Linked DNA regions of Mus musculus: region 2 is linked to region 1. A link is a contact called in public Hi-C data. All regions are on one chromosome and are shown on one strand. Each heading gives the region's core, a stretch centred on a gene start, on an enhancer-like site or on the middle of the called end of the contact. The rest is flanking DNA. Distances are from core to core; before and after follow the strand shown.

Region 1 (5,887 bases), core at 2,059-4,558:
TCTGACAATAAACCTCAGCATGTGGCTCACCGTGGCTAAGATGCTAATGTGGGATCTCTATAAGCAAATACAGCTCCCACCTGTTATATCTATAAAGAAATGTAACTTGTATCAGCTATCATTCATTTGTTTAAGTCTTTACCTTTTTCATCACTCATTCTGTGCCCCCACCTCTTATTCATTCAATAAATGTTTACTAATTTGGAGGACAGGAGAGATAGCCCAATGGTTGGGAACATGCACTGTTCTTGCAAAGAGCCTGAGTTCAGTCCCCAGCACCCAAGTCCAGTGGCTCACAACTGCCAGTTGAACTCCAGTTCCAGGGGGTCAGACTCTCTCTTCTAGTCTCCACAGGCACTGTATTCATGTGTGCAAACCCATACACGTGTACATAGACTCACAATTAAAAAATAAAATACTGGCGAGAGCCAGACATGGTAGCATACAACCATGCTAATCCCAGCACACTCAGGAGACAGATGCAGACAGACCAAGTTTACATATCAAGTTCCAGTGATACACAGTGAGATTCTATCTCAAAAATAAAATAAAATCTGTCTGCCTGCCTGTCTATTTGTGTATGTCTATGTGTGTGTTATGGGTGTCTGTCTGCCTGTCTGTCTATTTGTGTATGTCTAGGTGTGTGTTATGGGTGTCTGTCTGCCTGTCTGTCTATTTGTGTATGTCTAGGTGTGTGTTATGGGTGTCTGTCTGCCTGTCTGTCTATTTGTGTATGTCTAGGTGTGTGTTATGGGGGAGGGGAGAGGGTTTAGGGGTTATCCTCTTCCCTCCATCGTGAGCCCAGAAAAGCCATCTCAGGTCATCATGTTGGCGTGCCAAGTGCTTCTAGCTGTTGCTAGCCTTGAATTCCGGACTTTCACATACCCTAAGCTCCTGTGGTCCCCCACAAAAATGTCCCCTGATCTCTTGTGTCCCATAGTCTTTGTAAAAGCTTGCTATAGTTTGGATCTGAAATGCCCCACCCCCCAAAGACTTGATCCTCAGTAGGTGAGGGGCCCTGTAAGAGGAGGGGCCAAGTGCGAGAGCTTCAAGGCAGAAGCCGTGCCGTGGGGAAATCTGTGGGACCTGGTCCCCTCTCTTCCTGCTCAGTTTTGCTTCCCAACCATGAAGTGGTGGGTCCCAGCAGGACAGGCAGCTTCTGACCCAATCCAAGGGGCCAACCGGTCACAGGCTGAAGACTCTTAAACTGTGAGACAGGATAGCCTCGGCACTTTTTAAGTCAGTGGTACCCGGCATTTGCTATAGTCACATAATGCAGAGCTTCCTCACTAGTTTATAAAAAATGCACTTTTCTCAGATGGTATGTCATGTAGATATCCTCAGCACTTTGTAAGTCAGTGGTACCAGGTACTCACTACAGTCATATAATGCAGAGCGTCCTTACTGACCTAAAAATAATGTGTTTTTCTCAGATGAGGTGTCAGGTAGCCCAGGCTAGTTATTGGCTTCCAGGCAATAACTAACAAAAGAAAAACCCAGCCCAGTTGAGCTAGCTTGGGCTTCATTGTTCTTATTTGTTTTGTTTACATTTTCTCCAAGCCTCCTGCCTCTATGCACTCAGTAATGTCCTCAACAAGAAGCCCACTGTGTGTCTCTGACTCCATCTCCTGCTCCGCCACCCTGACAGCATCCATCCAACATCTGCCTCAAAAGGACTCGTGCTAGCTTGGTTATCTATGCTTCTAGCATCCAGCACGTGGCAGGCAGAAGCAACTAATTAGTGCAGAATGCTTTACCCTCCAACAACACCAAATCACAGAAGGAAAACAGCGTGTTTTAATTAAGCTACGAACATATGACTGCATTAACACTCCTCTTGAGCTTAGCCCCTATTTAACTAAAAAGATCTTCACAATATTAAGCCATTCATTATTGCTCACATGTTAGATATTGGAAGACCAATGCTAATATACTCTTTAAATTCAGATAGTAAGCTTAATTTTTTTTTTATAAAGTCAATAAAGTCATCAGCAGACTGCAGTGAATCCCACACATGCCAGTTTCAGAATCTGCTTTTCAGGATGCTAAATGCAAGAATTTTTTTTCATGCACTGGAGTAAACAAGCCAGCTGTCTTTGCTCAAAATAACTGTAGCTCAAAACTGAAAATGGCCTTGACCTCCCCCTACCCCCAGCTCTACCCATTCTAAACAGGCTGCTTCCAGACCGCAGAACCATTCTATCTTCAAGAATCCAGCAAGTTGTCTCAACTATGTCCAAATACCACTTGAAATGAAACGGTTGCTTTTCTTTATTGAAAAATTATTTTAAAATGTAATTTCTGTACATAAGAGTTTGTATCAACATGCTTTAAGTGTGTCACTGGGGATGGTAAGGTGAATCAGTAGGTGAAGGAAATTTGCTCAAAGACAAAACTGACTCCCAAGTTGTCCTCTGACCTCCTTCCTCATATCTGCATGGCATAGATGTGTGGCATGCACGCATACGCACACGCACACACACACACACTCACTCACTCACAAGTTAATAAATATCTTTAGTAATAACCCTTTACGCTGTGGTTGTATTCACATCTGCTGCCGGCCTCGCGCCTATCAAGGGAGGAGTGCTGGAGGGTAGGCAAAGGTACTGCAGGTTGTCAGCCACCTCACAGCTGGAGCGGACGACTGAACAGTAAGCATGGTCCCCAGCACCCAAGTCTCAGCAAAGTTCCTTGCAAATACAGCTGTGGCCACCAAATGTGACCCTAATTCCAGTACTTTAACAACAAGCCAGTGTAAAGCAGGGCCTTTACCTTGGGTGGTGACTGCTGCTGTCTGCTACTGTTTCCTGAATGCTGCAGTCGTAAAGCCCGGGGGATAAACTCAGGAGCCAGTGGATTCAACACGTAAGTCTTCTTGAGTTCTAAAGCCTCTAACTGTGCCTTGATCTGTTCGAACGTGATCCCGTGCAAGCTGTGGTTTTCATGACACAGGGCAATAAACCGCTCCCAAAACTTTCTGCGGGAAAGATTCAGAAATTCAGGTTACAAGTACCAGTGGATGAATGGAAGTAACTAAAGATAAGTTCAAATTCTGCCCACTGCCCCACGTTGGATACCAACAGTAACTAATTGTTTTTAAAACCTATTTTTGATGGTTCTTAAATATTTTTATCTCCCTTGTAGCCCATCACCCATCAGAGATAGTGGAAAAGAAAGGATATGGGGGAAGAGGACCTGTTTAGAAACTGCCATCTGTGTTGTCTGAAAATCAGCAGTTCAGTTCACAGGTTTGCAGCAGCTCTATCCACTCACAAACACTTTTGGATGCACCAGCAGGCTAGTGTGGTAGAGTCTGGATAGCAAGCAGGAATCCACAGCGGTGGCACTGCCTAGCAGGGACAGCCGGGCCTCAGCCTCGGCTCGAGTCAGCAGGAGGGACCAGGAGGGACACCAGGGCAAGTTCTTGCCTGTGCCTCTCTCATAGAAACAATGATCAACAAAGACACAAGACCCACAAGTGTTATACAGCTAGTTCTCTAAGTAAACCTAGTTCTGACTCCGTCACTGTCTGTCGAGTCCTATCTCTACCCTCTAAACGTCCCGTATCCTCTATGGGTCTTGCCTCGGCACGTGTGTCTGATTCAGTGACATCACTGTGCCAATCAGCTTGAGTCCAAAAAAGCGACAAAAAAACTACAGCACACCACAGGAGATTTTTGGTGTGTTTCTCTCTAATGGAATCCAGACAAATGCAGCTCAACTACACAATATAAGACAGACCTATACATACATGTTATTAACAAAAAATCCTTCATCATGTGTCTTTTCAGATGCATACTCTAACAGAACATCCTTTCACCTGTGTCTGCTTCAATAAAATGTTCCTTCACGAGTTAGTCTTTCACCTGTGTCCACTTTAGGACAACATTCCTTCACACGTTTGCCCCAACAAAACACCATCCAACACAACAGACTCTCCAAAGAACCCTTTAAGTTTCCACTTCATCCTACCTCAAATCTTTAAGGCTAATATTTATCTAAGTACAGTGTAGATAGAATCTTTCTCAATGACAAAAGTGTAGATAGCCTAGGAGCATACTATATACAACAAGACCATAAGAAACTTTGCCTCACAACACTAATACAGAACCATGTATTTATGAACCATGTATTTATGAACCATGTATTTATGAACCATGTAATGAGGTTTTCAAAACTGAGAGTAGCTCAATTTATAGAAAATCTGTACTTCTAGTCTTACACACACATATGCATACATGTTTATATACTTGTAATGATACATGCACATACTCACATCTATAAAGAGTGACACTCTGCATAACAATTAGTCATACCACACTGCATACATAAAGTGATGATTTCTGCCAAACAGTATCATGGCTGTCCTTCCTGGTATTTGCTTTGATGGTGACAGCACTCAAAACTGCCTTTCTCAGAACTCATCAGTAAATAACAAATGGACTGTATCTATATACTACATACATAGAGAATTAAAATATATATGCATATTACTATGAACTACAGATTAGAAGGAACCTTGTATGCGGCTAAAGAGAGGACTCAGTTGGTAAAATGCTTGCTGCATAGCATGAAGACTTGAGTTCTGAACTACAACGCCCATACAAATAAAGGCTGGGGTGGAGCCTGTAACCCACGGGGATCTGTGGAGCTGGTGCGCCCCAGGTTCAATGAGACACACCCATCTCAAAAAAATAAGGTGGGATGGGTGGAAGAGCGCTTGACCCAACCTTAGCTTCTAACACCCACATCAGATGGCACAAGGGCTTTCAACTCCAGCTCCCGGGACCTGGCTTCTCGCCTCCGTAGGCTCCACATACAAATGGCACATACATATTGACACATAAATAATAAGGTGTAAAGTGAGGAAGGTATTTTCTCATAGACTTCCACAAACATGCATACACATGTGCACACACACGTGTGCATACATACACACACACACACACACACACACACACACACGAACCTGGATATGCTAGATTAATAAAACCAAATCAGAATATAAAATGGAGTCATGAAGAAAATAATCTGCATGAGGATTCTGAAAAATAACCAGCTACTCATATATTTTTCTCTTAGAAATGCTTGTCATAAACACAACTTATATCACCAACTAAGTGATAAGAGCTAAATAAATTATGTAAAATATAGTTTGAAAAGTAGGCAAAACAAGACAACCGTAAAAAAGAATCTAGCTTTCAGAGAGAGAGAGCGTGCATGTACTGACAGGGCAAACAGCCGAGGCTGGGACCCTTGCTGCAGTGCAGAGACATCTGTCATGTCTCTCCTTGTGCTGGCTTCCACATGTACAGCGTGGAGGAGACAGCATTACTAACATTCCTTATTACAGTTCTCATGAAATTTCTTCTAAACTTTCAGAGAAAAACAGAGAGAGAAGGGTACTGGAGAGGCACCCAGGGCCTCATGCAGCCTAGGTAAGCATGCACTATTTCTTACAAAACCAATCTGGGGTTTGTTGTTTGTTGTTTTGTTTTGTTTGTTTCAGAGGAGCACATTCTATGACACGTATGTGGAAGCCAGAGGACAATGGTTCCCCCTTCTAGGTTTATGTGGCAAAGGCCTTGACCTGCTGAGCCATCTTGCCTATCCCAAAAGTTTTAGTTTTAAAGCTGAAAAGAAATTAGGTTGTCCTCTCCATAAAAGCTCTTACAAGTGTATTACACTTCTGACTGTGTGTTCCTGAGTGTGTGCAAGTTTGTATGTGTACATGCACACACATGTGTATGTGTGCCATAATGTGTGAATGGAGGTCAGAGGATGACCTGTGAGGTCCATCAGGATGAAGCTCAGATCGCCAAACTGGCACCAGGTGCCCAGTGAGCCCCCGAGACAGCCACTCACACAGGCATCGTGAGGACAT
Region 2 (5,953 bases), core at 1,966-4,465, 160 kb before region 1:
AGGCAACAGACGCAGACAAGGCCTGTGTCCTGGGTGGAAATTTTCAGAGCCAGGCCCAGCTTTCTGTTTTCTCTCCAACAGCTGTAGCACATTCCACGACTGCACCCCTGTGAGCATGCCTGTTCTTCTTGAGTGGGCTTGTCCTGTGAGTGAGAAGGGTGTTTGCAGCAATATCTCATCAGATTTGGAGGGATGCTTGTTACAGCAGCATAACTGAGCACCTACTGACAGAGACATTTACCTACCCAACATGAATTCTCAATACTCCAGCCCTTGTGTTATTTATTAGCAGATCACTCATCAGAAGACATGATCACTGCAAGCCTGTCTCATCTCTTCATTAGTCCATCCAATGTACACAATGGATGTCGTGTAACTTCACTCCCTGTGAACAGTGGCCACAGCAGCACTTGCTTTGAATGTCATATGCCCACAGATCCCAGAGCAACCTAGAGACAGCTGCTGGATCTGTATCCAGAATCTCCAACCCTCCAGCCTCCTAAAGCTTAGAGCCATGACTCTCTTCTGACTAGTTCAGAAACGAAAGTTCACTATGGCAAATCTTCATTGTCAACTTGATGGGATCTGGGATCAACTAAGAGACCTCTGGGGTGATGGGGGCTGTGGGAGCATTCCAGGAAGGACTAGCTGAAGGAAGAAGACCCTCCCCCAGAGTGGGTGGGACTTTGGACACCATCCCAGATACACAGAGGTTTGAGGGGGGGGGAAAAGACAGGGCTCCTCACTTGCCTGTCTGTCTTCACTTCTTGCTGGTGAGCTCATCTTTCTCATTGCCACCGCCAACACTTTCTTTCGCTGACATCAGAACTTGGCTGCTTTGGGCTTCCAACATGGACTGGAGACTAATGGCTCTCCAAGAACCCTCTAAGTCTTCAGCACCAGATCAGGACTCATGGATTGAGCAGTCACCAGATTCTCAGTCTCTCCAGCATGCAGACAGCCATTGCTTGAACTGCCCTACCTCTGCTGTATAAGCCAATCTAATAACTTCCCCTTTGCAACATAAGTGCACTTGATGGGCTCTGCTTCTCTAAGGAACAGAGCACCATCCAGCTCAAAGGCAATGGGTCTGTGAGGGCTCTGTCTAGAAGGCTGAAACCTGAGTGCTTCCAGCGAAGAGTTTAATCTAGGGTCTTGGTTCACAATGAGGAAGTGGCCAGGCTACCCAGAGTGGAGAACTTCCAGGAAGCCATATTATGCTTCCTTCTCTGAAAGGGCAGAGGAAGCTGGAGCCATCACTAGTGGGAACTGGAGCTTGTAAAAAAGACTCAGGCACTGGAGACAGATGTAGGCAAGAGACACCAGCCTATAAGCTTCCTGTAAGAGCCTCCCACTGGCTATAAGATCCAGAACCAGCTGGCAAAGGAGCCAAGGTTCAGCTCAGAGAGCCTGTGGAAGAGCAAGAGCCAGTTTGGAGAGCAGCTGGTTCACACTCAGGTGCTTAGGCTTCTTCCATGCTACACGCACTTCCCACCACACACACACACACACACACACACACACACACACACACACACGGGCAGAGCATTGCTATTGTCCCAGGATTAGGGCTCTCCTGGCTTTTCCCCTTAGCTCATCCATCTTAGCTGATGGGTTTCTGTCTCCCTAGCCTCCCCTAGTTGGCACAGTTAAAGGCAAAAGACTCATTTTCCATAGCCAGTGTAGTGCTACGCCCACAATTCTAGCACTCTGGAGAGGTTGTGTCAACAGGAATCTGAGTTTAAAGTCAGCCTGGGCTACATAGTGAGATTTCATCTTTAAAAAAAAAACAAAAACAAAGCAAACAAAGAAACAACAAACAAACAAACAAACAAATGCCCTCACTTTCTGAGTCTCCATATAGATAGGGGTAACCAATTTTTCACCTTGATTAAAGAAAATAGAGACAAATATGGCCACCTCTACCTCATTTTTCTTGTCTTCGATGCCACAAATATGACTAGTGCTTCAGCAACCATTTTGCAACCATGAGGTAAAGAGCCAGTACTCTGGGGACGGTTGAGCAAAATAAAAACCAGGTCTTTGGTCTTTAAGATTTTAAGCTAGCTCTAGACTTCCCAGTGTGGGAAATATTCAAATGCTTTCATAGCTCAAGTCAGTGTGGGTACCAGGGGCTGAAAGATGCAGACAGGGCAGTACACTAGTTCACATAGCCACATCTTAGTTACTTTTCTACAGCTGTGATGAAACACTGTAACCAAAAACAGCTCCAGGAGGGAAGGGTTTATTTGGCTTAGACTTCCACAACACTGTTCATCATCTAAGGAAGTCAGGACAGGAACTCAAACAGGGCAGAAACCTGGACCAGGAGCTGATACAGAAGTCATGGAGGAGAACTGCTTACTGGCTTGCTCCTCATGGCTTGCTCAGCCTGCCTCTTACAGAAACTAGAACCACCAGCCAAAGGGACGGCACCACCCACAATGGGCTGGGCCCTCCTCCATCAGTCACTAATTTAAAAAATGCTCTACAAGGTTGCCTACACAGCTGGATCTTATGGAGGAATTTTCACAACGGAGGTCTCCTCCTCTCAAATGACTATAGCTTGTATCTAGTTGACATAAAACTAGCCAGCACAGAATCTGTCCTCAGACCCCTCCATGTCTATCGGTCATTGAGAGCCAGACATGTCTTTTTGGTCTTCCCCTCTGCACCCCATGATCACTGCCCACCTCATAAATCAGCCTCTTACCCATCCTGACCAACCTCACTCACTTCCTGTTCCTACCCCTCTCCATCACAAGCAGGGGGAGGTGGGGGAAATTTGCTAAAATGCAAACATCGTACATTAGCTGGTGTCTCTTTTGGGGCTTCAGGCTTGCCTTGGCTCCCTAGTGCTTCCAAAATAAAAATCTAAATTGCTTAGCTAGGCTGCCAGCCTCGTGAGCTGACTCACCAGGCCCAGCCTTTCCTCCCCTTGATCTCCACTCCAGCCATTCAGGCTGCTGATTCTCAGGATCCTCTGTGTGCCCATCCCACCCTCACAGAGGAGACCCCGCCCCCAGCCTTTCCTGGCCCCTCCTCACCCACCTCCAATCTACCTGGCTCTTTCCTAGGTGGCTCTGAGCGCCTTTACTCTCTTCTGAGCTTGTATTTTATTTCCTCCCTTCCCAGAGAGCCAATTCCTTGACAACAGCGTTGCGAGCGAGCGTTATTCATCTCGATGTCCCCGGTGCCTGCCACGCGGCTGGGAGGACGTGATAAATGCGTGTAGAGTAAGAGAGTGAATGAGTGAGAGAATGAATGAGGCCAGGCATTTGGGAACCTGGGGAGGCAGCTGCCGGAGGCGCTGGCGTTCTGTTCTGTATCTTTGCAGAGGAGGGAGAGCTGAGATGACCCGAGTCTTTGAAAAGCCGCCCAGCACCCTAGCTTTCTGGAACTCTGCCCGGCCAGCTTAGGGGAGGAGAGCACCCTGCCCACGTGGAGCCATAGCTGGGTCACTTCTCCTGATTATATATATTTTTCCAAGCCACTGGCCACCAGGGAGCCATCTTAAAGCATGTTCCCCTCCCCAGCCATTTCATTTGTTCGGGAACATGGAAAGGTAGGTGGCCTTGACTTTGGATCATCTCCGAAACTCCTTTGAGGCCTTCTGTTCCCATCTGTCTTCAGGGAGGGGAACAGGCTTGCTACAGCTCTGAGATTGACACACCTGTCTTGGATGGGGACAGGGGAGTGACAAGAAAAGAGCCTGAGCACTTCCTTCATGACACAAGGCACGGTTCATCCTGCTGGCAAATGAATGATTGTCGGGTGAATTACACGGCCTGCCTGTTAAGGGGCAGCTCAGAGCCAAAGTCTCCCAGGGTTGTAAAGCAAGGGGTAATGAAGAATTATAGGGCCCAGTAAAATGAAAATTAAAGACAACCAGCTCCCTTCAGAGGAGCTCTGCTCACAGAACATTCATTATTGTCAACCCCACTGGAAGAGGGAGGGTGGAGGAGACAGAAATCTGTCCTCTTACAAGTGGCTATGTCCCCCTCTTTAAAGATCCTCATACCATTGCTCATTGAGAGACATATCAAAGGCACAGTTAGAGACTCCAGGACCAGCCCCTGCTGCACGGCACCACCACCTCCACTCCTGCCTAGGGACTGCCGGAGTGGGGTCTTTCTTCTACCACAGCTGGAGAGTTCAAACGAGTTCAGCCTTCATTCTGGAAGCAGTGGCTTCCTTGGCTGATGTGTTCAGTTAATTAAATGCCAGCTTCCTAAGTGCCAGTCACAGGACACAAGTGTCACACAAGTGTCAGAAAGGTGTGGCTTGCTCAGTTCTGAGGACAGCAGCCATAAAGGGTCACCGCTGATTGTGAAAGGCACAGGGCAAGCTCTGGAGCATGAGTGGGGCTTTCACCTCTATTCCTGATAGCTTGGCTCTCATGAAAGTCAGAGAAAAGCTCCCACGGCCACCTTCCACTCTCTCCCCTCCCTCCCAGCCTCTGCCCTGGGCCTAGCAGATCTTTCTTCTGCTCTCAGTCCCAGGGTCCCCTCAAAGGCCCTTACACCCCAGCTTCACACAGCCACTTCTTTTTGAAGAGATCCAGGCACATCCCTCAATCCCTTGCCCTTGGCATTTTTTAAAGGGGGAGGGTCCTTATATGCCCCAGGCTAGTCTTGAACCTCTATACCACCAAAAATGATCTTGAACTCTTAATACTTCTGCTTCTATTTCCTAAGTGCTGGAGTTACACACATGTACTACCACACCTAGTTTATGTGCCTCAGGATCCCATGCACGCTATCCGAGCACTCTGCCAACTGTGTTCCATCCCCAGCCCCATCTCTTGCCTTTAAGCCACTTCCATGGCACACACTGGCTTCCAAGAAAGGATGGGGACACCCTTGCCACTTAAACCATTAGTTCTCTCTGATCAGGCCTTGGCTCTGCCCTTCCTGCCACCCTGGAGCCAAAGAAACAAGATTTCTGTCTGTCCCTACTCTGGTGGCTGTGGCCGCACGTATGCTGTGTGCTCCTAGCCCAGGGGGTTCGCCCATGCTTTATGTGACTTTTACTAAATGACTGTTACTCTGGGATGTATCCTTGGCTTTCCAGACCAGATCATGACCTCCTTCTCTGGAGTTTCCCGGTCCATACATACATCATCTAGAATCGTCTCCTATTTGCTTGATGCTCCTGGGGGTTCCTGGGGTCTTTGGCTCCTAGTTGAGCTCAGAGTCCTATAAGTGACTCATACTGCATTTGCAGCTGGGACCAAGGCAGGTTGGGGCTTCTGGTGCAGGGACATTTGTGCTTTGGTGGCCTGGCATTGAAGATGAAAATGAGTGTGTGTGGACCAGGTGGAGACAGTAGAGGAGGTCTGACAGGGATAGGTGCGGATCCAGAGCCAGGACTCAGCCAGTGCCTTGTCTGTTTCGTAGTCCAGTTTCCCAGCCATTAGAGATGTGTGAAGCCAGTGTGATTGGGAGCCAGACACTCGGAAGGTAACTGGAAAAATTCTGCCTCTGAAAGCAGTCACACCAAGCTAGAGCGGCCCCTACTAGTGGGCCCAACCCCATTCATCACTTGTCAGAGCTGAACCTTTGGGACTATAGGGCAAAGCCTGGGTGACCAGTAGTAGATAGGAATGTTGGGCTCTTGATGAGTTAGTATTGTACTTGCGTGTGTGTGTGTGTGTGTGTGTGTGTGTGTGGGTGGGTGTGGGTGTGTGTGTGTGTGTGTGCGTGTCTATGTGTGTGTGTCTGTGTGTCTGTGTGTGTGTCTGTGTGTCTGTGTGTGTGTGTGTGTGTGTGTACATGGAGAAAGACTCATGCTGTCCTTTTTCAAACTAAATTTTATTTTATTTTTGAGACAGAGTCCCTTACTAGCCTGGAACCCTCATGTATTCTATGCTGGCTGCCCGTTGAGCTTCAGGAGGTCTCTCTCTGTCTATCCAGGGGCTACCTATTTTGCTTTCCCACTGTTGAGACTACAA

What was found. Hi-C and Micro-C count contacts between places; a contact is called where the count stands out from the background.
Region 2: a contact with region 1 is called in a Hi-C map of cerebral cortex, with 1.7 times the contacts expected there. The contact joins two enhancer-like sites. A contact is called at or near these places in 2 of 484 Hi-C or Micro-C datasets (the HL-1 cell line and cerebral cortex) and 2 of 115 datasets of contacts at active chromatin or transcription factors (embryonic basal ganglia and embryonic forebrain).

The regions. Positions count from the first base shown.
Region 1 is chr11:107,653,137-107,659,023 of GRCm38.p6, reverse strand. It overlaps Helz (helicase with zinc finger domain), which reads right to left. Exons shown (of 33, transcript NM_001368755.1): 24 at 2,776-2,980. Among named protein-coding and RNA genes, the nearest start is that of Mir6932, 18 kb to the right of the region's middle. Within about 2 kb of position 3,308, at least 5 of the 459 cell types and tissues checked have an H3K27ac peak or open chromatin away from gene starts, as enhancers often do. A contact at or near this core is called in cerebral cortex, where this site is marked.
Region 2 is chr11:107,810,468-107,816,420 of GRCm38.p6, reverse strand. No RefSeq gene overlaps it. Among named protein-coding and RNA genes, the nearest start is that of Cacng4, 19 kb to the right of the region's middle. Within about 2 kb of position 3,215, at least 22 of the 459 cell types and tissues checked have an H3K27ac peak or open chromatin away from gene starts, as enhancers often do. A contact at or near this core is called in cerebral cortex, where this site is marked.